Regions from separate parts of the Pan troglodytes genome. Here region 2 is linked to region 1. A link is a contact called in public HiChIP or PLAC-seq data. All regions are on one chromosome and are shown on one strand. The core of a region is the stretch at or near the end of the contact, and the rest is flanking DNA. Distances in the headings are between cores, read along the strand shown. Region 1 holds the start of ARMCX4 (armadillo repeat containing X-linked 4). Region 2 holds the start of ARMCX1 (armadillo repeat containing X-linked 1).

Region 1 (5,615 bases), core at 1,041-3,540:
CATTGCACCATGTACCCTCCTTTTCATGATACTTGTCCTCATTGCAATTATACACTTGTATGGCTATTTGCTTGCTACTTGGCTCCCCACTGTACTATGAGCTCCTTGAGGACAGGAACTTAATAGGTGTTTTTCCTCAAATTTCCTCAGCACCCAGTACAATGCCTGGCAATAAATTGGTGGTCTTTTTTTTGTTTTTGTTTTTTTTGAGACGGAGGCCCACTCTGTCACCCAAGCTGGAGTGCAATGGCACAATCTTGGCTCATTGCAACCTCCACCTCCTGCATTCAAGTGATTCTCCTGCCTCAGCCTCCCAAGTAGCTGGGATTACAGGCGCACACCACCATGCCCAGCTAATTTTTGTATTTCTAGTAGAGATGGGGGTTTCACCATGTTGGCCAGGCTAGTCTCGAACTCCTGACCTGATCCACCCGCCTCGGCCTCCCAGAGTGCTGGGATTACAGGCGTGAGCCACTGTATCCAGCCAATTGGTGGTCTTTTTAAAAAGAATTGTACCCTGGCAGGTCATGCTAATATATACTACTAGAAGCACTGTCTGAGAGTGCCTTCCGCCAATGGGAAACAGAGCCAGATACTAGTCAAAAGCAGTAAAGCCATATTTTGAGTACTATTATAATAGAGGAAAAGAGACTTCAGTATAGAACTAAGCTCAATCCAAAGACAACCAGGACAAGTGTGGATTTACAGTCAAGCAGCAGAGTGAGGGAGTCAGTAGAAAGAAAATTCCTAAGGGGAGAGAGATATCAAGGGTAGGGGGATTCTTGCTCAACTGACTAAACAGGATTCTCGCTCAAGGCAGGACAAGGTGATCAGGTATCAAGGGTGGGGGAGTTACTCAGCAGGACTCTTGCTAAAACTGGGCTAGGCAGGCCGAGGACAGGGCCCAAGGACAAGGTGTAGTTGAAAAGAAAGCTGAGAGGAGCCTGTCCAAAGTTGGCTCAAAGAGACTTTGTTACTTCCTCAGGCCAGTGTATGTTTCTTTATCTTTATGTCTTACTTTGCTGCTAGTCTCCCCACAAAATAGATCATATCCCCACTACTCTTTACTTATTATTCCACATGCATTTTAAGAGCTTCTTTGAGTTATAATTTATATTTCATAAAGTTCTCCCCCTTTTCAAGTGCAAATTCAATAGTTTTTAGTAATTTATAGAGTTGTGCGAACTATCACCACAATCTAAGTTGGGACATTTTCGTTATCTCTAAAAGACGCTCCATGCCCATTTGCAGCCACTCCCAGTTCCCACCCCATAGCTGCTTTTGAAAGCCATCATATTTGCCTAAGGATGAAAGGTACAGCCTCACTGGAAAAGCAAAAATCAAAACTACCACGCGTGAAATAATTTGAGAACCACCAAGCACTAATTGTGCATTTCTGATTATTTTCTCAAAAACATTTAAAGACAAGTCAATGTGAACTAAGGATTGGGAGGAGGTTTCAAGGAAAAGGTAGAACATTTTAAGGTTTTTCTGCAGAGGAAAAAGTGAGCAAAAAAAAAAAAGGAAAAGGAATTTAAGTTGAAAAATACTCCAACAAACGAACCAACATGTTTTCAGAACTTTTTGAAGTTCCAGTATGGTGCTGTCATGGTTGGTGAGCTGTCTGTCCTTGATCCAGTAGACAATGCGAGTTTCTAGAACAGAAGGATAAGGATTTATCACAAGCCATAAAAGCTGAAGCAACACTCAACTGAAAATAAACATGTATTGAGCGCCTACTGTGTGTCACGCAAGGGGCTCTGCGTAGAAAAAAAAAAAAAAAAAAAAAGGCTCCTCGCAGCTCCCCCTGCCCCGGCCAGGTGGCTGCGTGCCCCCTTCCGCCTAATCCCTGGACTGCCCTGGGGCTGAGAACTCCCCTGGCGCGAGAAGCTGGACTCCCCCGGGGACCGGCCCGAGATCACTCGGAGTCGGGGGCGTCCGGCACAGGCCAGACGCAAGGAGGACCCAGCTGGGGCCGGCCCTTCCTTCCCTTCTCCTGTCGCACGACTAGGCCTGTGCCCGGTCGCACCTGCCGCCCTCCCCCTCCTCCTAATGGGACCGAAAAGAGCCCGAAGGGCCTGGGAGGGCGGGTGAGGTTCCCAGGCCTTTCCAGATGCCCTGCCGTGTTTGGCAAAGCGATTGTCTTCCCTCTTGGAGCTCCGCGGACACCCGACCCCTCTTCCTCTCCCTCGCCACCTTCCGTCATTCGCCACGCTGGCCACTTCCCCTCTGCTGCCTCCCGCTGAAGCCCCAGCCCGGCCGCGGCCGCCATTTCCCGACAGCCTCTTCCCTGTCCCTTTCCCTGAAAGGAAATGTACTGGGGCGGGGCGGGGCGCTGTGTGAGGGTCTCGAGAAAGCCGCCGGGGAGAAGGAGGGATGGATTCTTTCCAAACTCTCTCCGCTCTCCCGGAGCCCCCTACCTCACCCTTTCTCCCCGAATTCTTGTGGGCTTGGGAGCGAGAGAGAAGGAGCTGGTCCCAGCGCTAGTCACCGCCACCCTCACCCCACAGATCGGGGGGGCACGGGTACTCGTACACCACCCCATAAGGATCCCAGCCATGTCCTCTTTCCTTCGCCAGAGCTCATTTCCTCCTCCCTTCCAGCTTCCTGCCCTTTCCCCAAGACAAAGTTGATGTTTGCCTTCCCTGAGACTCAATTTGCTCATCTCTAAAGTGGGATGACACGTAAGAACATCTTGTATATGTGAAACATGCCCTGTGCAAAAGAAGGGGAGCAGGAAGAGGGATACAGGGAGAAAAAGGGCCGTGGAAAAAGGGTCCTTGGAATGTACGGGTAGATGTTCTAAAGAATGTATCGGTCAGAGCATTAGGATAGGTTCAGAAAATAATTACTGAATATATTATTTTGATTCTTAGATGTTATCTCTCACTATTTATCTCTTCTTTCAGAAGCCTAACATTCTCTTCTCAGAGGGCCAGATCGATGTGTGTTCTGTGCATTTATCTGTGCTGACCACTGCTGTGACGGAGGTGGTGGGGCGTCCATTCACAGGCTGCAGGCACAGGGACAACATAACTGTGGAATCCTAATTAGAAAAAAGGAGTTAGGCTGGCTGGAGCAGGGGAAGGCAAAGGGAGAAAGCAAATAAGCTATAAGTTTGTCTTTCTTCATGGTCCAGAACATATAAACAAAAAGAGGAAGCAGATAAGCTATAGGTCTGCTTTTCTTTATGGCCCAGGACATGTGGCTTCTTGCGCAGATAACATACATAACTCACAAACTTCCTGCTCACTATCAAACGCCTCAATTTATCAAACACCCCAGCTGACAGAAGAATGCAAGCTAGCTCCCTACTGCCTTGGTTTTCTCAATCAGCCCAAAAACCATCCTATAAAATCTCCAGCAAGCCTTTGTTTCTTTGCAGTCGGCTCCTCTCTTGCAGGCTGCCCGTTGCCTTCTCGAAACGTATTTTCCTACTTTCTCTAATAAATCTGCCTTTACCTCCAACTGTCTTGGTAAATTATTTTACCCCTGCACCACCAGCCCAGTTAGTCGACACTCCCCCGCGACGATAACCCCTCACCTTCCCAGCGGAGTCCTGCACCATGCTAACCTGGGCCCCTTGGGCATGCCTGCTTTGCACTCATGAGAAGACAGTTTTGGTCATTGTGGGAGCAGCTTGTAAAGGGCTCTTGTGACACTCCCAGCCTGGTATAAGGCACAGCAAGTGGAATTTCCTTCCATCAGCAGCTGTTTTGCAATAGCCCTGGAGGCCCATCTTGGAGAAATCTTCATTTTAGCTGACAGCGCTAGGAATTCTACCTGATGGAAAAGGAGCTTGATTTATAAACATATTCGCAATGCATTTTCATATCATTTTGCTGGGTAGAGAAGGCAGAGAAGATATGTCATGCTTACACATGGGATTGTCTCTGTTTTGGTTACCTCCTTTAGGGTTGGATGAGTGAATGCAGGAATCAATGAATGGGTGGATAATGGAATCCATGTATCCATCAGCCAGTAGTTTCCTGCAGCAGAACCACCCTGAGCACTTGTTAAAACACAGCTTATTGGCTGGACAGAGGTTCACACCTGTAATCCCAGCACTTTGAGAGGCCGAGGCAGGAGGATCTCTTGAGCCTAGAAGTTCGAGACCAGCCTAGGCAACATAGTGAGATCCCGTCTCTATAAAAATCATTTTAAAAAATAACTGGGCTTGGTGGCACTCGCCTGTAGTCCCAGCTACTCGAGAGGCTGAGGTGGGAGTATCACTTGAGCCTGGAATTCAAGGCTGCAGTGAGCTGAGATCGCACCACCGCACTCCAGCCTGGGCAAGAGCGAGACCCTGTCTCAGAAAAACACAAAAAACAAAACACAACTTGTTGGGCTCCACACCCAGTTTCTGATTCAGTCGTTGGGGGAAAGGGACGAGGCGGGGGGGGGGGGGGCAAAAAGAATCTGCATATCTCACAAGGTGGAGGTTCATGCTGTTACTGATCAGGTACCACACCCAGAGAACCACTAGCACAAGCAAGCCATCGGATACTTAGACCACGATAACTGTGGCTGCAAATTTTCTGCCTGATCCTGCCAAATAGCTCACACACGCAGTTGAAAATAAATCCTCTGACTCAGTGTTTGGGGGGTGTTGTGGGTGGACTGCCCACTCGACCTCCCATCACTTTCCTGGGTAGTAGTGTTAGATGTGAGTGTTGGAGCACGAATGGTGGTGGGTGTGCACGCGTGTGCACACCAGCTGTACTGCTGTCCCTTTGCACACCTCTAGTGCTGACCGCTGACCTTCTCCAGGTTCTCTCTCCTTTGCTCCCCAGAGCCCTTCTGAGTCTTCTTAGCCAGCGAAGAAGAGTAAGTGAACATCTAAGATCACAAGGAACCCTCTATTGTCTCCTGGGATTTGGTGCCATCTAGTGGCTAACTTGAGAATCTTTGCTCAGACTTAGAGAAACTTCTGGAAAATTAACTAAGTAGCCTGGGAAGGCAAAAACACCTACTTGTTTACCCTCTGAGAAAGGCTTCCTGAAGGGCAAGGACTGGCTCAACATGATAGGAGTCAAAATGGATTTCTTGCTCTCCTGAAAGCTGTGATAAAAATTAGAAGTCATCACAGAATCTCAATCACGTCTCACTGCATCTTCAGCTTGAATGATTTTCTAGAATTGATTTTCATTTCCTGAATGAAACGGAGTCAGGTAATACTAACTTGGTATTTGCCTCCCATCTCATTTCTCTGGGCCCCAAGCCCTGAACAGCCCAAGTATAGCAATCCAGTCCCCAAGGGGTCAGTGAAACTACAAAGAGATCTGTAGTTCACGGTACAGTTGGTACTGATAAGAGGGACATCAGGGCCTTAAAGTTATTGAGGGGTGGAATTGTTAATGACCACTGTGATCCAGACAGAAATCTAAGATATCAGCACACAATGCCACAGCAACTCAAAATCCTCATTAAGAGGTGCGAGGTATTGTAAATATGTGGTTTGGACTTTAACAGAAAATTTAAACTACTTGTTATGGGAACAAAGGGGAGGCAATCAGGGATCATAAAGGAAGCTGCTCCTTAAAGTTGCTGTTTGGGGAACTGTGATGGGTCTCAAAACGTGGTCTTGAGACCAGCAGCATCAGCACATTCTCAAG
Region 2 (5,615 bases), core at 1,889-4,388, 130 kb before region 1:
TACTTCTTGAATAAAAGGATCATTTGTTCGCTCCAGGATGTTGAGGACCTTTTGGAGGTCGGGAGCACTCAGAATATCATCAATTTTATAAGGAAAGTTGAACTTGCCTCTCCGGACAGGCCATGTTGTAGCTGGAGCCCTGGTGCTCTTACTTCGGGCCTTTCCCTTGGATTTTCCACTTGCCCTGCCCCCGGCCCTAGATCCACTCCTGGTGGGGTGGCAGCCTCCACCCCTGCCTCCTGGGCAGGGTAAACTCTGTGCAAGGGTCCTGTTCCCAGAGATGGTACCCACCCTAGCCCCTTTGCCTGCCTTTGCACTTGCCTGTTCCTTCAGCGTGTTGAAAAGGGCCTTGGCCTTGGCCTCTAGGCCACCTCCGCTGTGGGATCCTGAATGGGCCTTCTCTTTTACACCCGGACAATCCTCGAGTCCCAAACTCACCTCAGGCTTGACCTCTGAATCACCCTGAAGTTTGGCCCCAGACCCTGCCCCAGCGTTAGTTTTAGCTCCTTTCACAGTCTCAACCCCAATCTCTGAGGTGTCCGTAGACTCCTCGTCTTCGTCCCAGATTTTCTCGTTCTCGTCTCTTCCCCAAGCCAGTCTGTATACACAGTAGCAGGCACCAGCCCCGATAACCACACCAGCGGCCACGCAGCCAGCTTCCCGAGTGCGGCCCATGGTATAGCTGGGACAAATCTCTTAACCCGAGCACAAAACAGGCTCACTCTGGCCCAGAGAAGCGCGCACACGTCGCGGGCGGAGTCTGCAGCTACTGCTGGCCGGCTCTGAGGCAGCTCGACCTACGAATAAAGGATGCATTTCAGATTTCAGGCTCCTCCTCCTTTTGTGTCTTTGCACGCAAACAGACTGAAACAACAACAAAACAAACAAACGTACAAAAATACAGAGATACTGGCAGAGACTCGGGGCTTGATATCTAGATCACTGATTCCTTTCTTCCACCCGGAAGCTAAGTTTGGAAATTTTCCCCGCTTAAAGACTCTCCAACCTCACGTTCCACCACCCCACCCCAGAACGTTAAAGTTCCCTGCCATCCCTGCCCTTCCAGATGTCCTGTGAACAGTGGCGCCCTCACATGCACCCACAGAGGTCCAGGCAGTTTTTTTTCCTTCTCTTTCTTGCTTCCAAGTACACTGCTTCGTGCAAACCTGCAGACAAGGGCGCGGGGAGAGGGGTACTGAGAGCTCGGGGTACATATAGATCTCACCCGGGACGGGACACACATCCCTCTTCTGAATTCCTAGCCCTTTACAACTGCCTTGCCCAATGTTTCCCGCCTTCGGTTACCCTCCTCTCCTCACAGAGCTGCGGCTTTGGAATTCATTATCTCCCTCCCTCTTCCTCCTTCGATGATTCCTCTAACCCTCCATTCCACCTCCACCCCTACTCCCATCATTGGCATCCTCCGAAGATGTCGCCACACATTTTCATCGTTAACATTTTCCTTGTAACAAAATGAAGTGAGAATATCTAAAAGCCGTACTGGCGTGAAATGCCTAAAGGTCTCCAACTCCGCCCTTGCCTCCGCCAACTCCTCCATCTCAAAGGTACCAGGACACCGCCGCCCCCCCACCCCCCCCACCCCGTGTCATTATACCAACTACCTCTGCTCCGGAGCAATTTCTTACCTCTCTCACCTCGGTTTCCGCTTCCACTAAACCTTCAAGACTGACAAACTTCAGAAGTGAGTGCTTGGTCGACGGACCAACACCAAGGACCCTGTACCCCAAACAGTAATTTGGAATAACGTCCTCCCAACCCCTGGACTCTCTTGACGCCCACCCCTTCTCAGCTATTTTCTTCCCTGTCTTGTACTTGCAGAGCAATTTCTTTTGCAAGCTCCGAAATGGTGTAGATAAGAGGGAAGGAGGGGGATATGGAAGGGGTCCACGGGCCCATTCGAGTTGCAGTCGCCACCATGCTCCACCCCCAAATAATGCAATCACCCTTATTATGACCTACTTGGTTCTTGACAACTTTGCGTTTCTTCCTGCTCCAAGGGTTGGACTGGCCTCCGGCCCCAAGATCTGCAGACACAGGCAACAAGGCAGAAACTGAAGGCTCAGCGGACAGAAAAGCACTTCGGGGAGTCCCAATATCCACTTCTCCTAATTCAGGGTCCTGGCTGTCAATGGATTTTACCTTTTTGTTTCTCACCCTACCCTCACTTCTCTGGACTCCGCTGACACCAGCCCTGTTGCTTGGTAGTGTTCCCCTACCCCCGTCCCCGCCCCCGGCCCTCACTCCCTCCCGCAGCCCCAGCGGTCGGCCATTTTCCCAGCAAAACCACACCCCTTTCAAACCACTGGAAGCGGGGCGGGGCGAGGGGGGATATGGAAAATCCGAGGAGAAAAACAAAACCAACCGATCTCTTCTATCCCTCTCCCCAACGCACCCTACCCGCAATGACAAGCACTTTTCCTGCAGGCACTGTTACATCCTCTTTTACTGAAGAAAAAAAAATGGCAGGAAGATTGCTTGAGAGTCGGTAAAGGGCCCAAGTTAAGGCAAGGACCTCAGTCATCCCAGTCCTTCTGGGCGCCACGGGACAGCTCCAGCTTTACACTGACCTGCAAGGATTCCAGGCAGACTATTCCTTTGTTCCCAAATGGCACAGCGTCCTACTGAAAGAAAAGGGGTATGACTGTCAGACGCACAGCCCCAAGATTCTGGCTTGGTAGATGGGCCAGCACACAGGACATGAATCCGAATATCCGCCCTCCCTGATTCAAGGCCCTGGATGTTAAAGGTCCCACGACGCCCGAGTCTGGGGTCGCCCCTGGAATCCGGCCCCAAGGTCTACCATTTTTGTTCTAGAAAGGGCCAGGGATACTGCAAGGGTTTGGAGAAAGTGAACTGTGCTCCCCCTTCGGCCTCCACGGTTCACTGCCCGCGCCGCAGGGATCCCCTGGCAACGCCCATCCACACACAAACCTGCTGGGATCCAGGCAGAACCTCGTCCTCCTTCCCCCAGGCCACAGGCCCTCTCGCCCTCTGGGCGATAGGAAGAGTGCAACCGGACCAAACGAAGACTAGGATTAGAAGGACGTCTGCACGCCTCGGCTCCAGCTCACGTGAGGGCCACGTCAACCATGAGATCAGGACCCCAATTACCACTCCCATCAGCAGCGCCGCAGAAGCCGGCCCTCCCCTTCCTTCCCTGACACATCAGGTCCTGCCACTCATTTTCCTCTTTGCCAACCCCGGAGACTAGAAGTAGCTTCTCTTTGTGGTGAATTTGCCTTTCTTTGGTTTACAGGGAGAGGCTGTATCTGCTCCCGTGTCCGTTGGCCTTTTCTTCCTCTTCGAGGAATAATTTTTTATCTTCTCTAGTCCCAGTCCAACTGTCTCTCTCTATACCTCCCCTCATCACAAGTCATGAATGTCCAATTTCTTCTGCACCCCTGTAAAATGTGGAGCAAGATGTTAGAAAAGGAGATAGATCGTGGGAGTGTCTTATTTAAACTTTTCTGCTCATTTGTTTTTAAATCAGTAACGCATTACTTTTATATTGAGAAAATAAAATGATGCTATTTTCCTTTGAGTGGAGAGTTTAAACGGGAGAGAAAACCCAAAAGGCCTCATTAATTTCGTTATTTTATTTGTAACAGTAGGAAAATATTTCTACTGGTTACAGCCAATTAGTAGCTTTTAAAACAAAATAACTCATTTTAAAATTGAAAAGTGGGCTGAGGTGGGTGGATTGCTGGAGCCCAGGAGCTTAAGGCTGCAGTGAGCTATGATGTCACCACTGCACTCCAGCCTGGGTGACAGAGAGCAAGCCTCTATCTCTTAAAAAAATGGATTTTTTTTACATGATCTATGAATTACTCCACAAAGAGACGACCAGTTGTCTAATCTTGGCCATTTTACACAAATAATTCCTTACTTTTTCTATTTTTGAATCAACTTGCAATTTGATAAGTTAAAGCAACACAACCCTGTCTTATTAAATTAAAGAAAAGCATGTATTTAACGTCCGAAAGTCTTGACCGACTGTTATATGAACCTCTTGTGATTTGATGGCTACTCTGATCACCTGCCTCTGAATTGAATTCCAGTCTACCAAGGCTGAGGCACCTGAGGGTGTGAGGGATGCAGCGATGTTCTAATCCTTCCTGCCCTGTCAAGAGCGGAAGAAGGTGCTGCCCTCCCACCGTTCCACATTCCATAGCCTCTCATCCCCTGTATTCAGGCACCCATCTATTGTTCACTCCAAAAATATATATAGATGAGTGACCAAGGTGGTAAATGCCACGTTTACTCAGGTGACCAATCAGAGTAAATACCTTTGGCTCCTTCCCTTCCTTCCCCAAATTCCCACAGAGGTAACAGCAATGCATTGAAGGGCTTTCTGTTCCTACCTACCCCTCTGCCCTTATTCATGGTGCCTGAGTGAGCATTGCTCCTAATACTGTGTGCTGCCACCACCTGACCTGAGAGGTGCAGCCCGCTGGGCTTCTTGCCTCTGGCTTCCTTAAAAAGAGAACCTAATCTTGTTGCAGAGTTACTGCCTGCCAGTCCATATCCACCTTGGTGCCCGCTCAGCCAAATGTATGCCTAAGGAACAATCCCCACGGATTAACCCAGAGTAGGCATTCTCACACGGACAACCTTGTGGACCACCTGCAATTGTGGTCATACGTATATTCATTTTCGTGGAGATAGGAGCCATAGCTTTCATCAGATTCTCACAGGCATGTATGACTTTTAAAAAATAACTAAGAACTATTAATACTTTCCTGAAAAAAAGCTATATATCCCCTCAATAGAAAATCTACTCCTTCCCAGCACTGTGGGAGGCTGAAGCTGGCAGACCACTTGAGGTCAGGAGTTCGAGACCAGTCTGGCCAGCATGGTAAAACGCCATCTTTATTAAAAATACAAAAATTAGCCGGGAATGGTGGCACGAACCTGTAGTCCCAGCTACTTGGGAGGCTGAGGAAGGAGAATTGCTTGAACCCAGGAGGCATAGGTTGCAGTGAGTTGAGATTGTGCCGTTGCACTCCAGCCTGGGCAACAGAGCAAGACTCCATCTCAAAAAAAAAAAAAAAAGAAAAAGAAAGTCTATTCCTCTCCCCTCTTCTCTGTCTCTAGTTATATACTTATTTTTTTAAGTGCAGAAATCTGTAGAGTAGAATGCAAAACTGCCCTGCAATGCCTATTCTACCACCAAGCACTTTCAATGATATCGACCTTTCTTCCTGCAAATATACAGTATATGTATGTGGATGTGTCAAGTTCCAAGTTGAACAATATGCAAAACAAAACAATTGACATTTACTGCAGTACTTGCAATAAATCTGCACTTTAATTGGAGAATTTATATCTTTAAAAATGGAGTCTTTCTATCCATGCCAACTTTTGAGATTTTCAATAAATGTGATGTTTCTTTATACTCATTTCTTATTATGTTTGTGTTTTGTTTATATGAATGACATTCCCATTATGATTACACATTCTACCTGGTTATTGTTTGTCTCAGGTAAAGTAATTAATTATGATATATTTATCTTTAGTGACCATTCTTATTATTTCTAATAGTTTTTTCATTGATACTTTTGGGTTTTCCAGGTATGCATGCATAATATCTGCAA

What was found. HiChIP or PLAC-seq counts read pairs in DNA pulled down with a chosen protein or histone mark.
Region 2: an H3K4me3 HiChIP or PLAC-seq map of stem cell-derived excitatory neurons shows a contact between it and region 1, with 10 times the contacts expected there. The contact joins the promoter of ARMCX1 here to the promoter of ARMCX4 in region 1. A contact is called at or near these places in 1 of 7 Hi-C or Micro-C datasets (stem cell-derived neural progenitor cells) and 1 of 1 datasets of contacts at active chromatin or transcription factors (stem cell-derived excitatory neurons).

The regions. Positions count from the first base shown.
Region 1 is chrX:98,982,799-98,988,413 of NHGRI_mPanTro3-v2.0_pri, reverse strand. It overlaps ARMCX4 (armadillo repeat containing X-linked 4), which reads right to left and starts at 2,290. Exons shown (of 6, transcript XM_054676853.2): 1 at 2,197-2,290; 2 at 1,565-1,655.
Region 2 is chrX:99,113,759-99,119,373 of NHGRI_mPanTro3-v2.0_pri, reverse strand. It overlaps ARMCX1 (armadillo repeat containing X-linked 1), which reads right to left and starts at 3,138. Exons shown (of 4, transcript XM_024353271.3): 1 at 2,953-3,138; 2 at 2,589-2,642; 3 at 1,981-2,045; 4 at 1-797. The coding sequence starts at 675.